Linked DNA regions of Gossypium hirsutum: regions 2 and 3 are each linked to region 1. The links are chromatin contacts, called in public Hi-C maps. All regions are on one chromosome and are shown on one strand. Each heading gives the region's core, a stretch centred on a gene start, on an enhancer-like site or on the middle of the called end of the contact. The rest is flanking DNA. Distances are from core to core; before and after follow the strand shown.

Region 1 (3,572 bases), core at 671-3,170:
AAAAATATAAATTAAGAAAAAAAGACGAAGAATTTAATGAAGAATTAAAATACTTCTTTGGTAAGTTGAAGGGGAAAAAATCATTATGTTTTAGAACTAATAGGATCCTTAAATAAATAAATATTGTACTAGTACTTAGTTACGAGAAAGGAGTAAAATTCCTTAGGTAAACGTGTTCTAAACTCCTCTCCCTCCAGGGTCTTGAAGAATATTTTTCTTAGGAAGATCCACAAATATAAATCCCACATCCATTAATAAATATACGGGATAATATAATATTTTTCTCTTAATTTTGTAATTAGGTTCATTTTGATATATGTATTTTTTTTTCATTTAACACTTAAATTTGACAATTAAATTTAAATTTAAAAAATATAAAAATTTAACGATGTGACATTTTAAGATTGTGCCACATCATTACTTAAAAAATTTATATAAAAATTTTAGGTGATGATGTGGTGTATAATCTCAATGTGTCATATTTACTATTTTAATAAGGGTAAACTATAAAAATAGTCACTTTTGTTTGCCTCATGTTATATTTTAGTCACTTATGTTTGAAATGTTACGTTTTAGTCACTTATGTTATTATTTTGTTACGAAGTGGTCACTCTTCCGTTAAGTTCTGTTATCTTCCTAACGGTAATCCTACGTGGTAGTCCAACTAGATATTATTGAATCTGCTAATACGTACTTCGTCTGGATGTTGTATTAGCAGATTCACTAATATGATTATATATATATTTACGCATGTATCACATTACAAAAACAAAATTTTAAATATTTATACCTAATAAAACACGTATCTCATTACAATAATAGTTATTTTCCAAATAACATATTGTTTTATAATTTTATTTCTTATTTAATATTTTAATTTAATTTTAATAATGCATACTTAATCCGGATGAAGTATGTATTAGCAGTTCAGTAATATCTAGTTGGACTACCACGTAGGATTACCGTTAGGGAAATAACAGAACTTGACGGAAGAGTGATCACTTCGTAACAAAATAATAACATAAGTGACTAAAACGTAACATTTTAAACATAAGTGACTAAAATGTAACATGAGATAAACAAAAGTGACTACTTTTATAGTTTACCCTTTTAATAATTAGATTGGTGGTTGAACAAATCAAACCACCCATTTTTTATTCAATTAGTTCGATCAATTCGACCACTGAATCAACAATAATTAAATAAATAATAAAAAATCATAAATTTTTTTAAAAATTACTAAACCGGTTGAACCTGCTTAACTATCGATTTTTGTCTTAATTTTTTATTTTTACCAATATCAAGTAGTTATCGAGTTAATTAAGTCAACTCTTTTGTTCGACCGTTATATTGTCTAACTCTCCACCCGTTTGATCCGGTCCTATTTTAGTAAAACTAATCACATCATTAAATCTTGATAAAATTTAAGTTCAAGTATCAAAATGAGTCTAGTTATCAAGTTCAATCACTAAAAAGGAAAAAACCGAAAAGTATATTATTATTATTCCCTAAAATTGTAATTAGAATTGTAGAATATGTCTAGACAGGAGAAAGTCAGGCTTGTGGACCAGGGTTTTGAGACAGTCCAACACCTTTCAATCTCACACAAAATAAAATATATATCAGATGGGTGTTGATTAATACTAAGTGATAATTGAATATAAATAACCACCGGTGGATCCCAATATCTGTTTCTTTATTACATTAATTCTCACCCTTGGATTGGCTGCATTGGCCGGCTTGATTAATCTATATTGTCCTAAGCTACGGGATTGTTAACTTAGATCACCACATTGCCCATCACCAACCTTCCACATAAAACCATGCAAATCATGACAAACTTTTGTTCATAGAAACCGTGTCTCAAATCCAAACGCGCTGCCCACTTGCATTTCTTCACTCCATTTTTATATGCTTTCCGCCTTCTTGTTATACTTTTACATTACTAAGCGTTTTGGTTTTTGCAAAAATGGCTACCCCTAAGGAAAGGTCACTGGAGGAAACGCCAACATGGGCTGTTGCAGTTGTGTGTGCAATATTTGTGATCATATCTATATTCATAGAACATGGAATTCATTCTCTGGGAAAGGTATTTAATCTACTAATGAAAATTTCATACTAATAATTATGATTATGATTATGATTATAACCTTTGTTGATGACATGCAGTGGTTTCAAAAACGCCAGAAGAAAGCCATGATGGAAGCTTTAGAGAAAATAAAAGCTGGTTAGGTTATATGTATATATATATAGTACTTGTTCATCATATTGTAGGCAAACTGCAGTCTAACCCTTAATAGATTAAATTCCATTATAATTTGCAGAGTTGATGCTACTGGGATTCATATCCTTACTACTTACTATAGGAACATATTCCATTCCAGCGATATGTATCCCAGAAAAGATAGGATATACGATGCTTCCATGCAAACGGAAGCCTGGGTATGCAGGAGATAGTGGTAAAGATAGCAACAAAGGGGGCGGAGGCGGCGGCGATGAAGATCGCCGGAGAAAGTTACTTTCTTATGCTGAAGATATGGTTTGGCGTCGAGTCTTGGCTTCATCCAAAGGAAAAGATTCTTGCCCTAAAGTATGCCGCCGGCCCTTTTTTTTAATCTATTTTCAACATTGTTGATAATTAACCTGATCATTAATTTCTATATGAAATGATAGGGTAAAGTTGCCCTGATTACACAAAGCGGGATGCACGACTTGCACATATTCATATTTGCGCTTGCTGTCTTTCATGTTCTTTACAGTGTAGCCACCATTCTACTGGCTAAGGCCAAAGTAAGTTTTTTTTCTTTTCCCCTTGAAGATCAACTGGTTTGGTTGTAGAGCTGATATTATAGTTGTGGTGAATTGAATTTGAACAGATGAAGAAATGGGAGTCCTGGGAATCAGAAACTAAAACTCTCGAGTATCAGTACAGAAATGGTTAGTCTTTCTACTTTTCACCTTGCCTTTTAGGTCTAAATTATGAAGGTTGTATGGAAAAAAAAAAGTTTGGAAATGGTGATTTATATTGATACTTGCATTTGTATATGTTACACATCAGATCCTTCAAGGTTCAGATTAACCCATCAAACTTCCTTCGTCAAACGTCATTCTGGTTTCTCCACAATTCCGGGCATGAGATGGATAGTAAGACTCTTCTAATTTCTTACTAATTTTATTTGGAGAATTAAGTACGGTAGGAAATTATAATTCCACATTGTCCCTGTCCATATCCCTTTTTCAACAGGAGAATGAAAAATAAGATTTGTTTTTCTTGATTTTCAGCTTTTTTTTCTCACAAAATTTAAATCCAATTAAAAATGCTAAAAATTAGGAGGAAAACTTTAATTTATCATATCTCTCTATTTATTTACACTCTAATTTTACAAAAAAATCTATTTAATTGTTGGTGTGGCATACAAGCAAAGTTAACAAACATTAAAGTTTTTCATTTATGTTAAAGGTGATTTAATAAATAACGCAAATTTAAAGCATAAAAGAGACAAAAATTAAATAGATTTTTTTTTAAATTGGAGTGTAAATAAGTAGAGAGACAAACTGAGTTATGCAATTTT
Region 2 (3,572 bases), core at 513-3,012, 220 kb before region 1:
ATGATCGTTGGTCAATAACAGGCTATTGTGTGTACTTTGGTCATACACTCGTCTCTTGGTGTTCTAAGAAACAACAAGTTGTTTCTCGCTCCACGGCTGAGGCGGAGTATCGGAGTCTAACAGCAACTACCAATGATGTTAATTGGTTAGTCTCTCTGCTAACAGAATTACAAACTCGTTCTGTAGATCCACCTACTGTTTGGTGTGACAACTCTAGTGCAGTAGCGATAGCTACTAATCCGGTCTTACATTCCAAATTTAAACATGTCGAACTTAATTTATTTTTTGTTCGCGAAAAGGTCGCTGATGGTTCTCTTGTTGTCAGTGAGGTTCCAGCATATGATCAGGTCATTGACATTCTCACAAAACTACTGTCCGTCTCCACTTTTGGCTAGGTTTCATAGTTTGCTTCAAGTCGAAACTAGGTGAAGCTGGGTGAATATTAGAGTATAGACTCTGTTAGTCTGTTACTGTTTTGTTATACTGTTTTGTTATACAGGCTAAAATATTGTTAGCAAGTAATTAGCAAACAGCTAATTATAGCAGTTAGTCATTTAAGTATAAATTCTATTCATGTATTGTTGAAAGTAAGCAAATAATATCAGAAGAGATTAAACGTGTTCATTCTTCTTTCTTGGTTTTTCTTCATAATACAGTTGTTAACAAACATAGAGTGTTTTAAGTCGTAAATTGATGGCCAGGCCTAGCAGAGTTGACTGGGCCACTCTCCTTTGATTGGTTAGTAGAAATTTGACCCTACATGTTTCCTCTAATTTTTGCCCCACGAGGAGAAAAAAAAGGTGCTCAATAATCAGAGCTAGCTTAGCTGGCCAGACCAGAGAGAAACGAAAAAGAAAACACGTTGAAAAAGAAGAACTAACACCTACTCACTAGGGATCTAGCTAGCTACCTACATAGCTGGGGAGCACCACCATGTGAAGGAGAGGAGGTGTTTTATCATTTATGGATCTTAGATTTACACAACCTAAAGTAAACCAAACTTGTAGTATTCCTATGAATGTATATGCATGGATGTAATGTATAGAATATAAAGAAGCTGATTAAGGCCTAATTACTGCGATATACGTGCAAAAGCCAGGAGTCAGGAAGGATATCCTGTTGCTGGGTGGTGGTGTTATCTTTTACTTGGCCTACTCACCATGATCTATGTTTATGTTATGCATACGTAGTTACTAGAGAGTAATAGAGGGAGAGAGAGAGAGAGAGAGAGAAACAATAGCAGCCTACGATACCCTTTAAATTACCTGCTCATGCTACACGTGCAACGCCGACATTTTCTAGAGCTCAGCTGCACCCACCCCCCCATTAATTAATCAATTAAAACACCTTCATCAATCATCAGGTAGCTAGGTTTGCGGGTAACATGGCTCGGCTCCAATTCCCAGGTATCACCTCCATTTTAACTACTATACTAATTTTCCATTTCCAACTTATTTGAATTATTACATACGTTTGAGTTTAGTCTTGTTAATCTCAAACAAGTAGAGCTCGTGTTATTTGTATAAGCTTGTTATATCTAACATTAAATGGACCAAGATTACGTATGTATTATATTATATATATAAAGAAATATAAAGAAAATGAAAAGAAAGGGAAAGGGAAAGCGAAAGAACTACCCGTATTCAAGATTTGGCGATCTAATTGTTGTACAAACTAAACTAATGTTAAATTTTGTCTAGAAAAAAGAGAAGAGAAGAATTGAGTGATGATGATGATCTCACTGTTGTGTTGTGTCCTGTGAGTGAGCTATCCCTCCCTCCCGTGGTTATCCATCCATCATAGAACGTACCTTACTGACTCATCTCTCTTTTCTCTCTCTTTTTCAATATGCTCACATACGCACGCATAAATCTCTGTCCTCTGCAACCGACTTTGCATTTACTACCCCCCCTCTCTCTATTACATTTACATATTCCAATCTCTCCTTTTTTTTTTTGGCAGCTCTTCCCTAGCCTTTCAAGGCCTCGATTCAACCCTCCCCAAATACCTTTTTATCTTGTTCAAATATTTGCATGTTCCTCCATTCATTCCAGTCACAACAACTAGCCTTTACTCTCAACAAGATGTTAGCAGTGGAGGAAGTTTTAAGTGAACTTGGCGGGGAAGAAGTGAACGAGCAAGGGTTGCCGCCGGGATTTAGGTTTCACCCCACTGATGAAGAACTCATAACATTTTATTTGGCTTCAAAGGTATTCAATGGAAGCTTCTGTGGAGTGGACATTGCTGAGGTTGACCTTAACCGATGTGAACCTTGGGAGCTTCCAGGTATATAATAAATTAACACTCAATATTTATTAGTGTGTCATTGTGTACATGTGTATGGTGGGTCTAACTATTTAGTGTACTGTTGATGATGGTAAATGGATAAGATGTGGCGAAAATGGGGGCAAGGGAGTGGTACTTCTTCAGCCTGAGGGACAGGAAATACCCAACGGGAGTGAGAACAAATAGAGCGACTGGAGCTGGGTACTGGAAAGCCACCGGAAAAGATAGGGAAGTGTACAGTGCCTCCACTGGAGCTTTACTTGGCATGAAAAAAACCCTTGTTTTCTACAAAGGCAGAGCACCCCGTGGAGTGAAGACGATGTGGGTCATGCATGAGTACCGTTTAGACGGTGACTTCTCCTGCCGCCACACGTGCAAGGTTGGTACATGTGCACCGGTGGGAATCCCACCAGACACCCCCTTCCCACTTTTTTTTTTCCTTTTTGTCGTTTTCTGGGTTGACATATTCTGCTCAGCTGAATGCTAATAATAACAATGATATGATGAAACTGTAGAGTAATTTCTGATGTGATTGCCTTCACTTACTAGTTACATGTTTATTGTTCATGCACAATTTAAACAAGATTTGGAAAAGGCTAAAAGCATGAGCATGTAACACTGAATTGTCAAATACTACGCATGGTTTAATATTGAAATGGTGTTATATTTTGCAGGAAGAATGGGTGATTTGCAGAATAATACACAAAACAGGTGAGAAGAAAAATGGGGTAGCTGCTGCGCAAGGGCTAGGCTATATCTTGGAACTTTCTTCATTATCTTCAACAACAAAAACAACAAATTGCTTCCGTCCACTGCTTGAAACCTCAACTCCGTTGTTAGAATCTCAAACCCAAACTTCAATGCAGGCTGCCCATAACTCTTTTCTGGAACATGACCTGAAAAGCTTAATAAACCCGGTTGTGTATCCAGCTAATGGGTTCCAACCCTCCTTTACAGCCACTCCCACCACCTTTAGTAGCACACCCGACAAGAACGCCAGCAGCAACTCATCAGCAGCCGCATCGATGCTCTTCAAGTCCCTCCTCTCACATCAAGAATGCGTTTTGAGGGAACAAGCAGCTGCTACTATTCCCAAACAGTGCAAGACAGAAGCTAACTTTTCCAATTTCCAACTGCCTGATTCCACCTTGAGTTGGATGGAGAAGATGCATCCCAACCCTTGTCAAGATCCCATGTTTTTCGACGTGGATTATAATAATAGTGTGTTGGGGTTCGCTGAACTCTGAAGGTCAGGTGTTGCGACTGAGGCCTGGGGTCACTTCAAT
Region 3 (3,572 bases), core at 475-2,974, 180 kb before region 1:
TTACAAAATAGAAGATTTTTTATCAGCTTGGGACAGGAGGGAGCCAGAACCGAAATTATATTCTTACTTTTAATAGTTTATTTATTTATTTTTATAATTTTTAAGAAGTTTTTTCATTTTTAATGTAGAAGAATATACAATTTTATCTTTACTAATTTAAATTTTTAAAATTTTTAAATGATGTAATTTTCTATTTTAGAGGGCTGGGGTCACTTACTTGGGGATTATGTTTTAAGTGATTTGGGTTTCTAGGTGCTATGATTGACTTGGGAGCAAGGTAGAATTCCTAAGGATAATATACGTGAACAATTAGATCGAGATAAATTTTTGAATAATTTATTGATTAAATTATAATTATTTTCAATTAAGTGACTAAAGTAAAAATTTACCTATAATTTAGTAACTAATGATATAGTTTGCCCAACATATTTCAATTTTTCATTTTTGTTTTATATAAATAAATAATATATTATAATTTAATTTAATATTTTAAAAATATATTATAAAATATTGAATTAATTGACATCTATATTTTAATACTATTTTTTCTTTCTTCGCATTCTTTTGTTTCTTTCTTCTTTATTCTTTTGGCAATTTGTTTTTCATTCTCTAAAATACAAAAAAAAAACAATAAAAGTTTATTGACTCCTAAAAACATTCAATATTTATTATACTTTTCCTTTTTATTGGTTATAAATAAATACAAAAAGAATTAGGTCATATTTTAAATTAGTAAGTATAAATTTTATTTTCACTAATTTAATTCTAAAAACAAAAATATTAAATGAAAATATAAAATAAAATACTCTTAATTAAGTAATGAAAATAAAAGATTATGTAAAAAAATATATACTCTAATAAATTATTTATTTAAATTAAATTAATATAAAAATAATTATTTGTCTATTAATCTATAATATATATAAAAACACGAGTTTGAATAAACTTTTAAACTAATGATAATACCCTTTATTTTTCTTCATATTATTAAATTCACATTTAAAAGTAACCATAATATTTAATCTAGAATTATTAATTGATATAAACAAAAGTTGTGCTAATTTTTTTGATGCAAAATAGAGTTATTATTTGAATATGATTTTAAGCATATTTATTGTTACTTAATTAATATTAGAGTTAATTATGTTAATTAGTTATTATTCAGAGTAATGCTACTTTGCATTAATTACAGGAACTAAATTTGCATATTGTATGTTGAATATGTTAAAAATACTTTAATTATAATATTTGAATTGAAAAAATTATATAATTTATTATATTTAATTATTCAAATAAAAAAATATTATTTTGCATTAATTATTGTAAGTTAAAATACAATATTTGTAAAAACTAATTAAACATTAAATGCATAAAACAAAAGGGAGAGTTAAAAAAATAAATTTATAAAATTAATAGTATTAAAATTATTAATAATATCATCGTTTGATTTTTTATGAGGAAAAGAAGAAAGTAACTAAGAAGCGGTCAGAAAAAGTAAAAACATGTTAAAGTTTTAGTGATGAACATATGGGTAGTTTAACAACATTTGGTGCAATTAGGACTAGAAAATGGCAAACAAACAAGTAGTAAATATCTGGCAGCTCTAGACTCAACGTGACTAAAGGCAGCCCCACATCCACATGGCAAACATGTGCACCCTCCAAAAGTCTCACTCTACTATTGATTTACTACTAAACAGATAACTAATAGTCTTTCTACTTTCTATTCCAAGAGTCTTGCACCTTCCGTCCCTACTCCCAACCTACGTTCTTCTTTTCATACATCTTAATTTGCACTCTTATTATTCCCATCCTACTCATTTTATTATTTGTTTATATAGATATATGTCAGAGTTTGATTTTCAGATTGCCTTTTCCCCCATTATTACCTTTCTATCCAAAAGACAGTACAATCATGCCAAAAGTTAGCAATCCATCTGTACTAGCTGAGGTCCACTGAGTCTGAGCAGAAGCAGCAGCATCTTTATCAATTATTATCACTTAAAGGTGGAGCGGGTGAGAACCAATAAATATTCACAACCAAGTTACCATTGTTATTGTCTTGGTGTTAGCATGGAATATATTAAGTTTTTTTTATTTATTATTAAAATAATATCTCACATATGCTATCTATTAGGCACAAGATAATCCTTATCTCTCTTCTCCACCTTCACCCAGCTCCTTCAACTTGGGTAGCCATAGATTAAGTATTAAGAATATTGGATGCATAGTACTATATGATTCTCTTGTTGTGACTGGCTGAGTGGTTTCTGTTTGACAATATGGTGAAGAATGGTGGTTGTGCATTTGACTTCGAGACCCCAAAATCTCATTTACTTGCTACTACAGGAAGGACTCTTTTCTTCTCTTCTCTGGTACTAGTGCTAGTATCTAGTTACAACAGCCATCCCTTCCTCTGTCTCACAATAATTTAAGTAAAAGTTTTCTTTTTCAAACTCTCTCTCTCTAATATATAGATTTCCATCTTCTGTACTTTAAATTCTGTCTCAAAAGGTTCACTTCTCCTTTTTGGCTCATACAATACAAGGTCACTAACAGCTACTAAAAGATATAAATATTTTTGGTGCAATGAATAGTTTTGTTTTATTTTTGAGTAATTTTTTTGGGGGGGGGGGTTGATGTGCTATTGCCATGGTTTTGGGGTAGAGTCTAGGTGGGTTGATTAAATGCAATTCAATGTTTGGTGTCTTTCAAATAAAGATGGAGGAATGGTTGATTTGTGATCCAGGTTTCTTCTCTGCTTGCAGATAAGTTCCAGGCAAGGTGTTTGATTCATTGTTGAAAAGAGATGAGGGGTGATGCTCTTGTAGCCATTGCTGCTACAATTGGTAACTTTTTGCAGGGATGGGATAATGCTACCATTGCTGGTACTTCCTTCTTTCACATTGATATTTGTTACCTGTTTATTTCTTCTCAGCATCATGGTGTTTCCATGCTTCCAACAAACATCTTGTACTTGTTTTATTCATTTGTGCTTTCAGGAGCAATTGTGTACATTAAGAATGACCTCGATCTAGGAACTAGCGTTGAAGGTCTAGTGGTGGCTATGTCACTGATAGGAGCAACAGCTATTACAACATGCTCAGGAGCTATATCAGATTGGCTTGGTCGGCGTCCAATGCTGATAATGTCTTCAATGCTTTATTTTGTCAGTGGTTTGGTAATGTTGTGGTCACCTAATGTCTATATTTTGTGCCTAGCCAGGCTATTAGATGGATTTGGAATTGGTTTAGCCGTGACTCTTGTCCCAGTCTATATATCTGAGACTGCCCCATCTGAGATAAGGGGATTGTTAAATACGTTACCACAATTCACTGGTTCCGGGGGAATGTTTCTATCTTATTGTATGGTTTTTGGGATGTCATTGATGGACTCACCAAGTTGGAGGTTGATGCTTGGGGTTCTATCCATCCCGTCTCTCCTCTATTTTGCCTTTACGGTTTTTTATTTGCCCGAATCTCCTCGGTGGCTTGTGAGTAAAGGAAGAATGCTTGAAGCTAAACAGGTTCTTCAGAGATTACGTGGCAGGGAAGATGTTTCAGGTTTTTTTTT

Evidence for each region. Hi-C and Micro-C count contacts between places; a contact is called where the count stands out from the background.
Region 2: a Hi-C map of leaf shows a contact between it and region 1, with 3 times the contacts expected there. The contact joins the promoter of LOC107917103 here to the promoter of LOC107917145 in region 1. A contact is called at or near these places in 12 of 34 Hi-C or Micro-C datasets (callus, hypocotyl, leaf and 1 more).
Region 3: a Hi-C map of leaf shows a contact between it and region 1, with 2.2 times the contacts expected there. The contact joins the promoter of LOC107917877 here to the promoter of LOC107917145 in region 1. A contact is called at or near these places in 2 of 34 Hi-C or Micro-C datasets (both in leaf).

Annotation. Positions count from the first base shown.
Region 1 is chrA01:19,502,421-19,505,992 of Gossypium_hirsutum_v2.1, forward strand. It overlaps LOC107917145 (MLO protein homolog 1), which reads left to right and starts at 1,921. Exons shown (of 14, transcript XM_041115526.1): 1 at 1,921-2,089; 2 at 2,170-2,227; 3 at 2,325-2,590; 4 at 2,674-2,790; 5 at 2,877-2,937; 6 at 3,059-3,144. The coding sequence starts at 1,970.
Region 2 is chrA01:19,278,357-19,281,928 of Gossypium_hirsutum_v2.1, forward strand. It overlaps LOC107917103 (protein CUP-SHAPED COTYLEDON 3), which reads left to right and starts at 1,763. Exons shown (of 3, transcript XM_016846485.2): 1 at 1,763-2,286; 2 at 2,391-2,665; 3 at 2,961-3,572. The coding sequence starts at 2,034. The coding sequence ends at 3,533.
Region 3 is chrA01:19,321,909-19,325,480 of Gossypium_hirsutum_v2.1, forward strand. It overlaps LOC107917877 (monosaccharide-sensing protein 2), which reads left to right and starts at 1,725. Exons shown (of 6, transcript XM_016847258.2): 1 at 1,725-2,015; 2 at 2,768-2,887; 3 at 3,002-3,562. The coding sequence starts at 2,809.